Linked DNA regions of Sus scrofa: region 1 is linked to region 2. A link is a contact called in public Hi-C data. All regions are on one chromosome and are shown on one strand. The core of a region is the stretch at or near the end of the contact, and the rest is flanking DNA. Distances in the headings are between cores, read along the strand shown.

The links. A called contact is a pair of places that touch in the nucleus more often than the background predicts.
Region 1: a Hi-C map of embryonic fibroblasts shows a contact between it and region 2, with 3 times the contacts expected there. The contact joins two enhancer-like sites. A contact is called at or near these places in 1 of 47 Hi-C or Micro-C datasets (embryonic fibroblasts) and 1 of 2 datasets of contacts at active chromatin or transcription factors (skeletal muscle).

What each region holds. Positions count from the first base shown.
Region 1 is chr11:2,222,592-2,227,559 of Sscrofa11.1, reverse strand. The region is part of intron 2 of LOC110255792 (a long non-coding RNA gene); the gene reads left to right. Among named protein-coding and RNA genes, the nearest start is that of SGCG, 85 kb to the left of the region's middle. Within about 2 kb of position 2,184, at least 7 of the 83 cell types and tissues checked have an H3K27ac peak or open chromatin away from gene starts, as enhancers often do. A contact at or near this core is called in embryonic fibroblasts, where this site is marked.
Region 2 is chr11:1,818,021-1,823,445 of Sscrofa11.1, reverse strand. It overlaps LOC110255791 (a long non-coding RNA gene), which reads right to left. Exons shown (of 3, transcript XR_002336604.1): 2 at 2,837-2,986. Among named protein-coding and RNA genes, the nearest start is that of FGF9, 270 kb to the right of the region's middle. Within about 2 kb of position 2,220, at least 14 of the 83 cell types and tissues checked have an H3K27ac peak or open chromatin away from gene starts, as enhancers often do. A contact at or near this core is called in embryonic fibroblasts, where this site is marked.

The DNA.
Region 1 (4,968 bases), core at 935-3,434, 400 kb before region 2:
GTGAGGGCACATCCTGGACGCGTCATGCATCATCACGGAAAAAGCATAAGTCTCAACGTTGGAATAAAATGGGACAAATCTCCCCAAAGTGGATTTGAAGGTCGGCTTCGCTGGGACTTAATTCAGGACCTGGGACTTGCAGCCTCCTGTCTTCACCTTTGCAGGTGAAGACGCCTTTCCATGTCTTAAATGATCATACGGACCCTGCAGGGTCGCGAAGATGGAATGAGACACGGTGGGAAGCCCAGCCGACTTCTGGCAGGTGCTCCACGTCGGCCTGCTCTTGGGCGATGAACCGTGCAGACATGAACTGGGGACGCTTTCTGCGCCGTCCTCGGGGCCGGATTCGTAGCTCCTGCAGTCAGCTCGTGAGGAGGAGATGGGACTCTTAGTGTAAGAAATTCTCACCTTGCTGTGCCCAGAGTTTGACGCAGACAAGGCGTGACCCTCCTTCTGCGGTTGCAGGTACATCCTGGAGCGGCACCTGTACACGCCCTGCCTTCCCCAACGCTGGGGCCAAGGATGTGTTACCTCGAGGTATGAACTTCAGACTTGCTTTTGTAGAGAGCCTCATCCTCGGGGGAGCCCCACAGTCACCGACTGGGTTCCAGTCACTCCTGGACGCGGGATCCCGGGCCTCCAGGTCCGGGTTTCTCCACGCAGAGGAGGGTGAGCCTAACAGCACTTGCCGCGCACGGGTCTTGCCGGGCACTAAACGTGTCTGCGCACACAGAGCCGACGAGGACGGGCGGCGGTGAGTGCTCCGTGGCAGGCAGGGGTCATTGTCTCCTTATTGGCAAGTCGCCCCGAGGATGTGAGCTACTTAAGGATGCGGTAGCTGTACCTCCAACACAATCGGATGGGCCCCCCACCCTGCAGACACCACCTTGGTGCCAGGGTCAAGGAGAGCCACCGTCACCTGCCAGCTCCCTGTTGGCAATAGTCAGTGCCCTGCAGGGGCGAAGCCGTGAAAAAGTCCTGCTATCCGGAGTGTCGTCATGGTTCCCCGATGGCATCTCCTGGGATGGGGGCAAATGCTGCCTGAGTTGGTGTCCTCCCATCTGCCCAAGGAAGGAAGCCCAACCTCGCCTCCAGAGAGGCGTGGCACGAGCTGTGGTCTGCAATCCATAGATAGAATTGGGGAGCACCACCCGTCGGGCTGGGGGCATCTGGTTACCAATAGTCGGTAACACAGTTTACACTTGGCGGGTTTAGGAACTCATCTGGTGAAGCAGGATTGGAAGCAGATCTGCTTAAATGGCTCGACCCCTTCAGAACCATCTTGGGTGATGCTGTTGGTTTCGGCAGCCCCCCCGGCGTTGCAGGTACCTCGCGGCTTCCGGGAACTGCCTTGCTTGGTGTCTGTGAGCAGACGTGCTGTGTCTTCCTGGGGTCAGTGGGTGAGCTCAGGGCAGGTACTCGAGTCCCATCGCAGTGCTAGTAGCTTAGACCGGAGACCCCAGAAGACATGGGAACTCAGGTCTGGGAGCCTGGACGGGCCCTCCCTGCCTCCGCTCTTTCTACCTTTGTTTTCCTTCTCCTGTGATGGGCAGGCGAACCCCTCGCAAGCTGTCCGTCCCCCTCTTTTCATTAATCAGGTCAGCTTCGGATAATTTATTAATTTTAATTTTTTTCAGGTACACTGGTTTTCTCCAACTTGAGGGCACAGGCCAAAGAGCGGGAGGAGATGAGAAAGTGAAATTGAAGAAATAATCTCATTGTTAAACTCTTCTTAGATTTAGAAAGAGGTGACCGTTTGTCTATCTTTCGATATTTTTGGAAATGATGGGATGATGTGTGTGGAACAAGACCGCTGCATAAAATAGATACTGGGTAGAACGAAACAAACCATGAACTTTCAATCCAACCTGGTAAACTGTAAAATAATATTGCAGAGTATTCTGCAGAAAAAAATTTGGTTTAAAATTCAGAGTTAGTTTATCTTGACATTGGTTTTCCGGGGGAGGGTGTGTGTGTGTGAACCTCCGGTCTTCTTATAACCTCTTAAACTTACAACAAAACCAAGGGACACATTAGTTCTTCCTAAAAGCTGTTTCTTCTTACTATCTTTCAAAATTCTTATTTTTTATCTTTGGCCATGAGACATTCAATGCACCATGAGTAAGTATTTGAAAATATTTGGCAAGTTTCTTTTCCCTTTGAGTATAACCTGTCAGTTCTCACAGGGCCGTGTGGTGGAGCTGGTGGACAAAGTTTGAGGCATTGTTGTCACTGTTTGCTGGTTGCTATGGTTGCAGGTTTCTTTTCTTTTTTTTTTTTTTTACCACATTTATGACCATGTTCGTCTGATAAGTTTCCTGTGAAAGTTACTGTTTGCTTTTGTATCTCGATTTGAAGGTCCTAATACATAGTCTCAGAAACTTTGTTCTTAAAGAGTTGCAAAAATAAATAGTAAATCTTTATAAATTCTTCTTATTTATGAAGATAAATAATAGCCAGATGATTTCCCAGTCGAGATGGCAGGCAAGCTGTGGAACCCTGAATTTACCCAGAAACTTCCGTTGCTGTGCAGGTGTTTGTACAGAGGATGGATGGGGCGTGTAAAGGCCTCACACAGTATCATATGCTTTCAGAGAACGTATGTGCTTAGAGTTTAGACACTTGGAGAAAAATTACTTACGTGTTTATTGCTTTCGCTGACTTGTGCCTCAAAGAAAATAATTAATATTATTCTAAAACCAGTGTGTTAATACTTCGAAGTCAAGAAACATGTCTTCAGCTAGTCTTTGGAGCAGGGCTGTGGAGACGTGTTCATCTTCGTTCATGATCATTTTTATTGCACTCATACAGCGATGAGAAAAGAATAAATGCCCATGTAATGGACAGAATTCTACTAGGTTGTGTGAGACTATAAACACGAATAAAATAATTTTATTTTATACCTAGAGCTTATCATCGATTTAAAAAAAAAAACCTTGCAAAGTTATGAAAAAGCTAAATTAAGTTGCAAATTAAAATATTATCCAGAATAGAATTAAAGACCTGTCACAGGAAAATAGACATTTAGGAACCAAATAAATTTTAAGAACATGATGTGGGGTGTGAAGAGGAATTTGTGTTATGCACGAAGAGTGAGAGGCCTCAGACGCCAAATAAACAGCCACCTGGGACTTTTGGTTATAAAAGAGAAGAAAAAAAATCCTTATGTTTAAAAAAAATGCTTAACTGAATAATATCATGCATTGAGTTGCTGAAAGCCAAAGGCTACACAAAATATTTAGACGCATCTAAGTAAGATACGGTAGGCTTGAGTATATTGGGGTTCTCCCAAAACACTTAAAAATATAAAGACAGGGAGCTCCTGTTGTGGTTTAGGGGGCTGAGACGCTGACTAGCATCCATGAGGACGCAGGTTTGATCCCTGGCCCCGCTCAGTGGGTTAAGGATCCAGTGCTGCCACAAGTTGTGACTACATCTCCGATGTGGCTCGGATCCTGCATTGCTGTGGCTGTGGTATAAGGCAGCAGCTGCAGCTCCGATTTGATCCCTAGTCTGGGACCTTCCATGTGCCGAGGGTGCTGCCCTAAAAACACAAAAAAATTCAAAAATGAAGCTGAGGGTGTCGTTAATAAGAGGATAAACAGATGTGGGGCGAAAGAGGAGGAGTTTGGTTTAAAACAGGTATAATTGTGTTCAGCCAAAAGACGACTTAAGGAACACGTGGGCTGTTGCATTGCCCCAAAAGGTTTAACAAGCAGCGATTCAGCATCAGTCACACAGCAGGAGTGTCCCCCACAGTGAGGCTTCCAAAAAGGGTCAGCTTACCATCACAGAGGGACGAGAGACGCGCAAAACACGACCACGAGGAGCACGAGGAGTGTTTTAATCGATGCTGAACCTTTTCAATATGAGCATCTGAAAAGGTGTGGCTAATTCTGACCAGGAACAGGGACCCAGCGCACGTGTGGGGCAGGAACAGGTTATCAACACCCACTCTTGTAAGCACGAGCCAAGGGAGGCTTCCTCCAGGAGGTGAGCTTCGAGTCTCAAAAACCACAAGGTGGGTGGGTAAGAGGACGAAAATCCCAGTTAAAAGGAATAACCTCGCGCAGACGGGTGATGAGTTCAACGCTGGGGAAAGGCCCAGCACACGCTGCTCGAGGACCACGGATTGAGGATGAGAAGCTCCGGGAGTTCCTCCAGTGACGGGGCTGAGGCCACAGATCCTGGTAACGCTTTTATTCCACTGAACACAAACCTGGCAATCCCATCACGGAGCAGGGTTACGGGGCACCATTTAAATGCAGTTTCCATCGTGCTGCATCACACGCTTCACAAATGAGAACGCGAAGCTCTTTGTCAGCGCGCGTGTGACACATGATTCGTAAGAAGGTGGAGGCCCTCTTAGGTGTGAGCTCAGAGTTAGTCTGAAAAAGCCTAAGAGTTTCCAAGGGTGAAAAGCAGATCCCACAAAAAGAATGAGCTACTAGATTGGCACTGGCTTTCTCTCCAGCAGCGCCTCGAGCTAGGAGACAGTGGAACAAAACCTTTAAAATGCTCCGGGAATTGAGAATTTCATACCTAGCCAACGATAAATCAGGAACCACTACAATAAAGACATTTTCAGACATGCAAGTTCTCAAAAAAAGTCATGACCTGCCAAGTGCCGTTGCTCAGGGCGCTCTGGCAGGTGTCTTCCCTGCAACGGAAAGGTAATCCTGGCGCGGGAACGTCACGGGACCGAGGAGCCAAGGAACCAGAATCCCCATCCGAGCAGAGGGGGAGGGAACGCCCTTGGCCAAGGTGAAAAGCAGCCCCAGGGTGACCGCAGCAGAACCACAAGAACGCCTGGCTTTGGGCACAGACACATCGGGAGCAAAAAGCTTCGGACGCTGCCCTTCAGCGCTCACGAGGGCCTGACACCAGGCTCGCCGGGGGAGAAGACACGGACACATCATCACACACGTCTCTGTTCAGAGAGCTTCTAGAACGGTGTTACTACCCTGG
Region 2 (5,425 bases), core at 971-3,470:
TGTTCGTCAGCCAGAGAACCCCAAACCCCAGGTGGAGAAGCGTGATGGGCCTCAGGAGGCTCGGGCGGATGGGTGGGACCTGTTGGCAATTTCCCAGGGCTGGTGAAGAATTCGCCTCCAGAGTCAGACCAGCAGCAACCCAGAAGCCGGGGACAAAGCAGGCCTCACGTGGCGGCAGCTGCGGTCAGTTTCGGCGCAATTCACTTTCAGGAAATCTTTCAGCCTGGAGGGTCTCCGAAGAGTCAGGATTGGAGGCCCAGGTTGGACAGGCCACTGCGCTTCGGGAACGCGGGACAAATGGCTGGAAATTCTGCAGCGGGAAAGGTCTTGTCAGGCAGGCGGGGCCTGCGGTGCGGGGACACAGAGCGGGACAGTCGGGGCAGCTGGAGACGCCTGCGCCACTTGCCTCCCGCGTCATGGGAGGTGGCCTGATGCAGTCAAACCGCGTGCCCCAGATGCCCAGCCACCCAGGGCACCTCATGCAGGACTCCGCTCCACGCCGCCCGGGGCACGGACCCCGCTCTCTGCTAACGTCTGCGCCCCCCCAGGCTGTGGGCTCTCGGGACTGGCTGGTCTTTTCTGCAGGGGGCGACCGGGGCCTGGCGCTGTGCTCAGAAAGGAGCCTTGAACTGACCCAGCAGACACGCTGACCAGCCATCCGCTCCCTGCAGGTGTCTGCTACGCACCCTCCCACAAACAGAGGCCCTGCTGCGTACAAGGAGCTACCCCCGTGACATGAGAAAAACCCACCTCGGGAAAACCTGTTTGAAAGGCGGGAGCGCTCGCCTGGCATACTGTAAGCACGACCACTTCCTCAAGAGCTGTGTCGTTCTAAGCCGGCCCTCGGAGAGGGGCCTCCGCTTTAGCCGGCCTGACACTTCCCGGGGAAACCCCAACGACACCAGTAATAGTAACGAGTCTGCAGAGGGTCCCTCCAGCTCTGTTAGAGAAACCCGGGGCAGACCTCGCACCTGCTGGTCGAAGGCGGAGGCTTCGCAGGCGCTCTAGGAAACCCGCGGCAGGTTCCCCGCAAGGAGAACCCTGCGCCTGGTCCTCTGAGCCTGCTCGTGCTAATTTCTACACGTTTTTCCGGCTGACAGCAGCCCTGGCCTCAGGACGTCTCTGGGGGGCGCTTCCCAAGGCCTTCATCCAGAGCAGCACCTGGACGGGGCAGTCGCCTCACGGGCTGCCGAAGGGGGGCCGCGGGACCCTTGGCATCCTTGAACTGCAACTGTTTTCTGTCACCGTAAAGAGAGAGCTTATCACTTTTTCCAGCAAACCACCCCTCCGTCTCCTGCACAGACGATTACGAAATTGCCAAAGACCACACACTTGGCTTTCTCTGTTTTCACAGTTTTAACGGCATCATCAGAAGGCAGAGGAGCCCGCGAGGAGGGCTTCTCTCCAGCACAGCGTCTGAAGTGGAATTCCATCCGTAGGATGCCATTCTCTGCTGGCCCCTCTCCACAAGCTCCATCTTCTTGTTAAGTGTTTATCATCTCGCTTAAAGAAAAAGGAGAAAAAAAACCCCCAACTGCGTCCAACTGGGAAAGAGCCGTGCTGCCCGTACAGTCATGCTGTCGAATATTCTGGAAATGAACTTGAACGCCCCCAAATTTAGCTCATAATATGAAAGTTCAATTTATGGTAACATTTATCTCCACGTTAATAAGGAATTTGCAAACAAAGATGCTTATCCAGGTCTTTGAAGCTGTGTGCCATGAATCAATCCAGCTATGTACTACTGATACAAGGCAGTTGGTTTTAGCAGAGTTGGCCCAACGTAAGATGTTTCTTTTTTATGTGAAATTATGTTGAGAGAATTTTGAAATGCACACCATCTGAGTCACAGGCACTGGCTTGGAAGCAGGAATTTAGCACAAACATTTTTTAGCGGCAGATCCATGATGTAGAGTTTGTTTTCAAGGGAGAATAAAGTAAGTGTTTCGCTTCCCAAACCGGCCTGACCCACGGCGGGGAGGAGTGACGTGTTGCCGGGCCCTAAGCGTAGGGAGGCCAGGGGGCCTCCTGGGTCGAGTCCTCTGTGGCTGCCGTGCCACCTCCCTCACCCGCCCAGCCCACCCTCTGCCCCTGACCTGCCACCTCCAGGCCGGCAGCCTCCCGCACGGCTCAGCCTCCCGTCCTGGCCTCGCCCTCCCACAAGCGTCCAGGGCGTCATCCACGAGAAGCCCTGAGAGTGTCTGTTCATCTCCAAGGAGCCCCAGTGCCCTGGAATCGAGTGCCCACCACGCAGCATCTCAACGCCTCCGGCGCCCTCCTCATCCTCATCCCGCGACCCTCCCTGCCAGGCGACTTTCCAAACCCGACTCCCACTTCCAGGCTTAATGCTTTACACCATGGGACACCGTCCCCAGCTCTCTGCCTGCCGTTTGCCACTTCTCCCCGGTTCTGGTCCCCGCCGAGGATCCGTGGCCATAACTTGGAATTTATGATCAGTTTTTATTAGCCTGGAACTGTCTACATGCAGCTTGGTCTCCCTCGTAGACAGCCTTGGGTGGGGTCATTTGCCTCTGACCTTCCCCAGAAAGCCGGTCACAGAGGGTCCCTCGGTAAGCAGTCACGGACGGGGACACGCCCTTCAAACCTGGGGGCCGTCCTGGCTGAGGGAAGGACAGTCGTGCAGCCAGTCTCCGAAACACTGTCTCCCGGGCACTGACTTGCACTGGACCTTCAGACGTGCTGCTCTCATCTCATCACTTGTTTGTCCGGAGGGAGGGAGCCCAAGGGGACAGACTGAGGGCGTCTGAGAGCAGCGTGGCCGGCGTGCACCAGAGAGCTGGTTACTACAAATGAAGTTCAAGGCTTTCAGACTCACCCAAAACTGTGCTGGTTCTTCTGCGGCACAGCGACGCCTCTCTATCGAAACCGGCTCCTGGGAGGTTCTGGCAGCCGGCTTGGTGCAGGGCCGGCTTGGTGCAGGGCTGGGTCAGCATTTGGGAAGCCTTCGTAGGTTCCAATCCCGAGTCTGCAAGCAGAGTTTAGGAGAAGGTGGTCAAACGCTGATTCCCCACCATCTCCTCTGTGAGCCTGGGAATATTAAACCCCAGCGCCGTGAGGGGATGGCCTGGGCCCTGGGGTGGCTTGTCCCCTGGGCCTGGGAAGGTAGCGTCACTTCTCCTTCGGGGGGCTCAGCCACTTCAGTACCCGCCCTCCTGGGGGCGCTTTAGGCTGGATGGCAGCCCCGAACCCCAGGTTGGAATGCAACCTGACATGCGCATGCCGGGCAGGGCGGGGGGTGGCGAGGTAGACTCTGCAAACAGGAGGCAGGCTTGGCGCTCGGCCTGCAGAGACCTTTGCGAGGGGCGGACACCCGAGGGTGTGAGAGGAACGAGCTGTGCATCCCTCACTGTAGACATCAGTCTATTACTCTGGAAACCTAGAAAAGTCCGTTAAATGCTGCAACCTGGTCCAAGCTGTGTAGGAGGAGACGAAGAGGAAGGGCCTGTGTGAGCCTGGACCAAGGCGGAGGAGGAGGGACCAGAGTCATGCCGCCCACGCCCAGAGGGGAGGCAGATCACGGCAGGAAAGGGCTGAAACGACGCGGTTTCGGCCACAAAAAAAGAGGCTTTTACATCCACCGCTAAAGTCAGCTGACCAGTCTTCATACACAAACAGGTGCTGCAAATGCCTGCCGATGCCACTGCCTAGAATCTGAGCCCACTGACGACAGTGAGGTACGGGGCTGCTGTGACAGTGACACCCGGAGATAAAGGCCTGAAGGGGGTGGCAGGAGCCCCCAGGCGGGCAGTCCCGCCAACAGGGCCAGCGCCAAGACGGCCTGTTGAACACAGAAAGAGCCGGGGCCTGGGTGTCCTCACCGCGACCTTGGCACGAGCCTGCCCGCCTTCCGCCACGCAGTCAGGTACCGCGGAGCCCCAGACGCCTGGCGCCCCATCTCTGCGCGTCCCCGGCGTCCTGGTCAGCGGGGGTGCACCCCCACCAGACTGGGGGTCATCAGTGGGCTGAGCTCAGCCAAAGACATGCCGCCTAGGCACATCACGGGGCGGGGGGAGCAGGCCGGCGGGAGACCAGACCACGGGAGGTCCCCAACTGCCAGACCCAAGGCCGATCGGTGACGGAGCCCAGCCCCGCAGCGCCCGAGGGCTTAGAAGCGCTTTTCACCTGTTAAAAAGGAGGCTGGCACAGCTCCCAGCCCACAAGCCGCTCGGCAGAACCACGCAGGAGAGAGGGAGGAGAGCATCGTGTCCGACACGACGGCAGGGGAAGTGGAACAAGTCAGAAAGGCATTGCCTTCGCTGGAACCTGACCGGAAAACCAGGATTGACACCCCACAGCCTTCAGGGAAAGTGCCAAGAGCTCCGCGAAGACCTCACCACTTCAGGCCTTGGGGACTGAGGACTGGGGGGGCCGCACAACCCTCGACCCGTCCGTGGCGTAAAACTACAGGAAAATTATTGTGACTCCCCGTGAACGACGTCGAGCCTAATTCCTGAACTGCTGGCTCGGAGTCCTCCTGGAGGAAAAGAGGCAAAGTCTATCATCATCTATGAAGGCCGCGGTAAATCCATAGACACCTGGGAGCCAGTGGAAAGCCCTCCGAGACTCCGAAGAAGGTGGTGCAGAAGAAAGGGAAGGGGACCATCCCCTCCGCGCCCCCACCAGTCACCCGAGCACTCGCCGCGGTTCTCTGCACAGAGCGGAGCAGCTGCTGTCCAGCCGGCGGATGTAAGCGGGAGCGGGTGATGGCGACCCCCCCTCCCCCCGCCAGGAGCCCATCAGGGAGCAAAGCACAAAGGTGAAAATGAGAAAAGATGGGGTGAGCAGGTGTTGAAATAGCCACACAAGATTTCCAGTGTTCCGAGATCACTGCCGGGAGAGCGTCGGAATTGTTGGGAGGGTTTTCACCTTTGCCCAAAGTGACCTCCAACTCTAAACTCGTACTTTCATGACCGTGATTTTTGGGGGAAACAAAAGACCCCATTGTTCCTCCCCCTGCGAACCCTCATTCAAGTCCCAGGGCACACTGAGCGCCTTTCGCTGTTCTTTGGTTTCCAGCACAAAACTCTGGGGCGTCTTCTTCATTGACGGCCAAATGTTTATAAGCCTACCTTTCTGGACAGGTACTTTTTATATGAAATGCCATTGATAGATTTAATTATGTTAAACTTTCTTAACAAAACAGTCCCACTGGCATTGTAAAATACATTGAGTTTGATGTGTTGGCTGAAAACACTTTCATCTGGCCAAGGCCACGTAGTCTGAAGCCTCCAAGAGTCAATTACAGTGTTACCTGAGATGAAGCGGAGAGACACGTGCAGCGCTCGGGACGACACGCCATGCGACACGCTCCGTCTGCAGGTGTGACATCGGACTCTGTCGGCCTGGCATTGTTTCAACACAGCCAAGCTCGGCTGAAGACGACAACAACGAAACAGCACCCAGC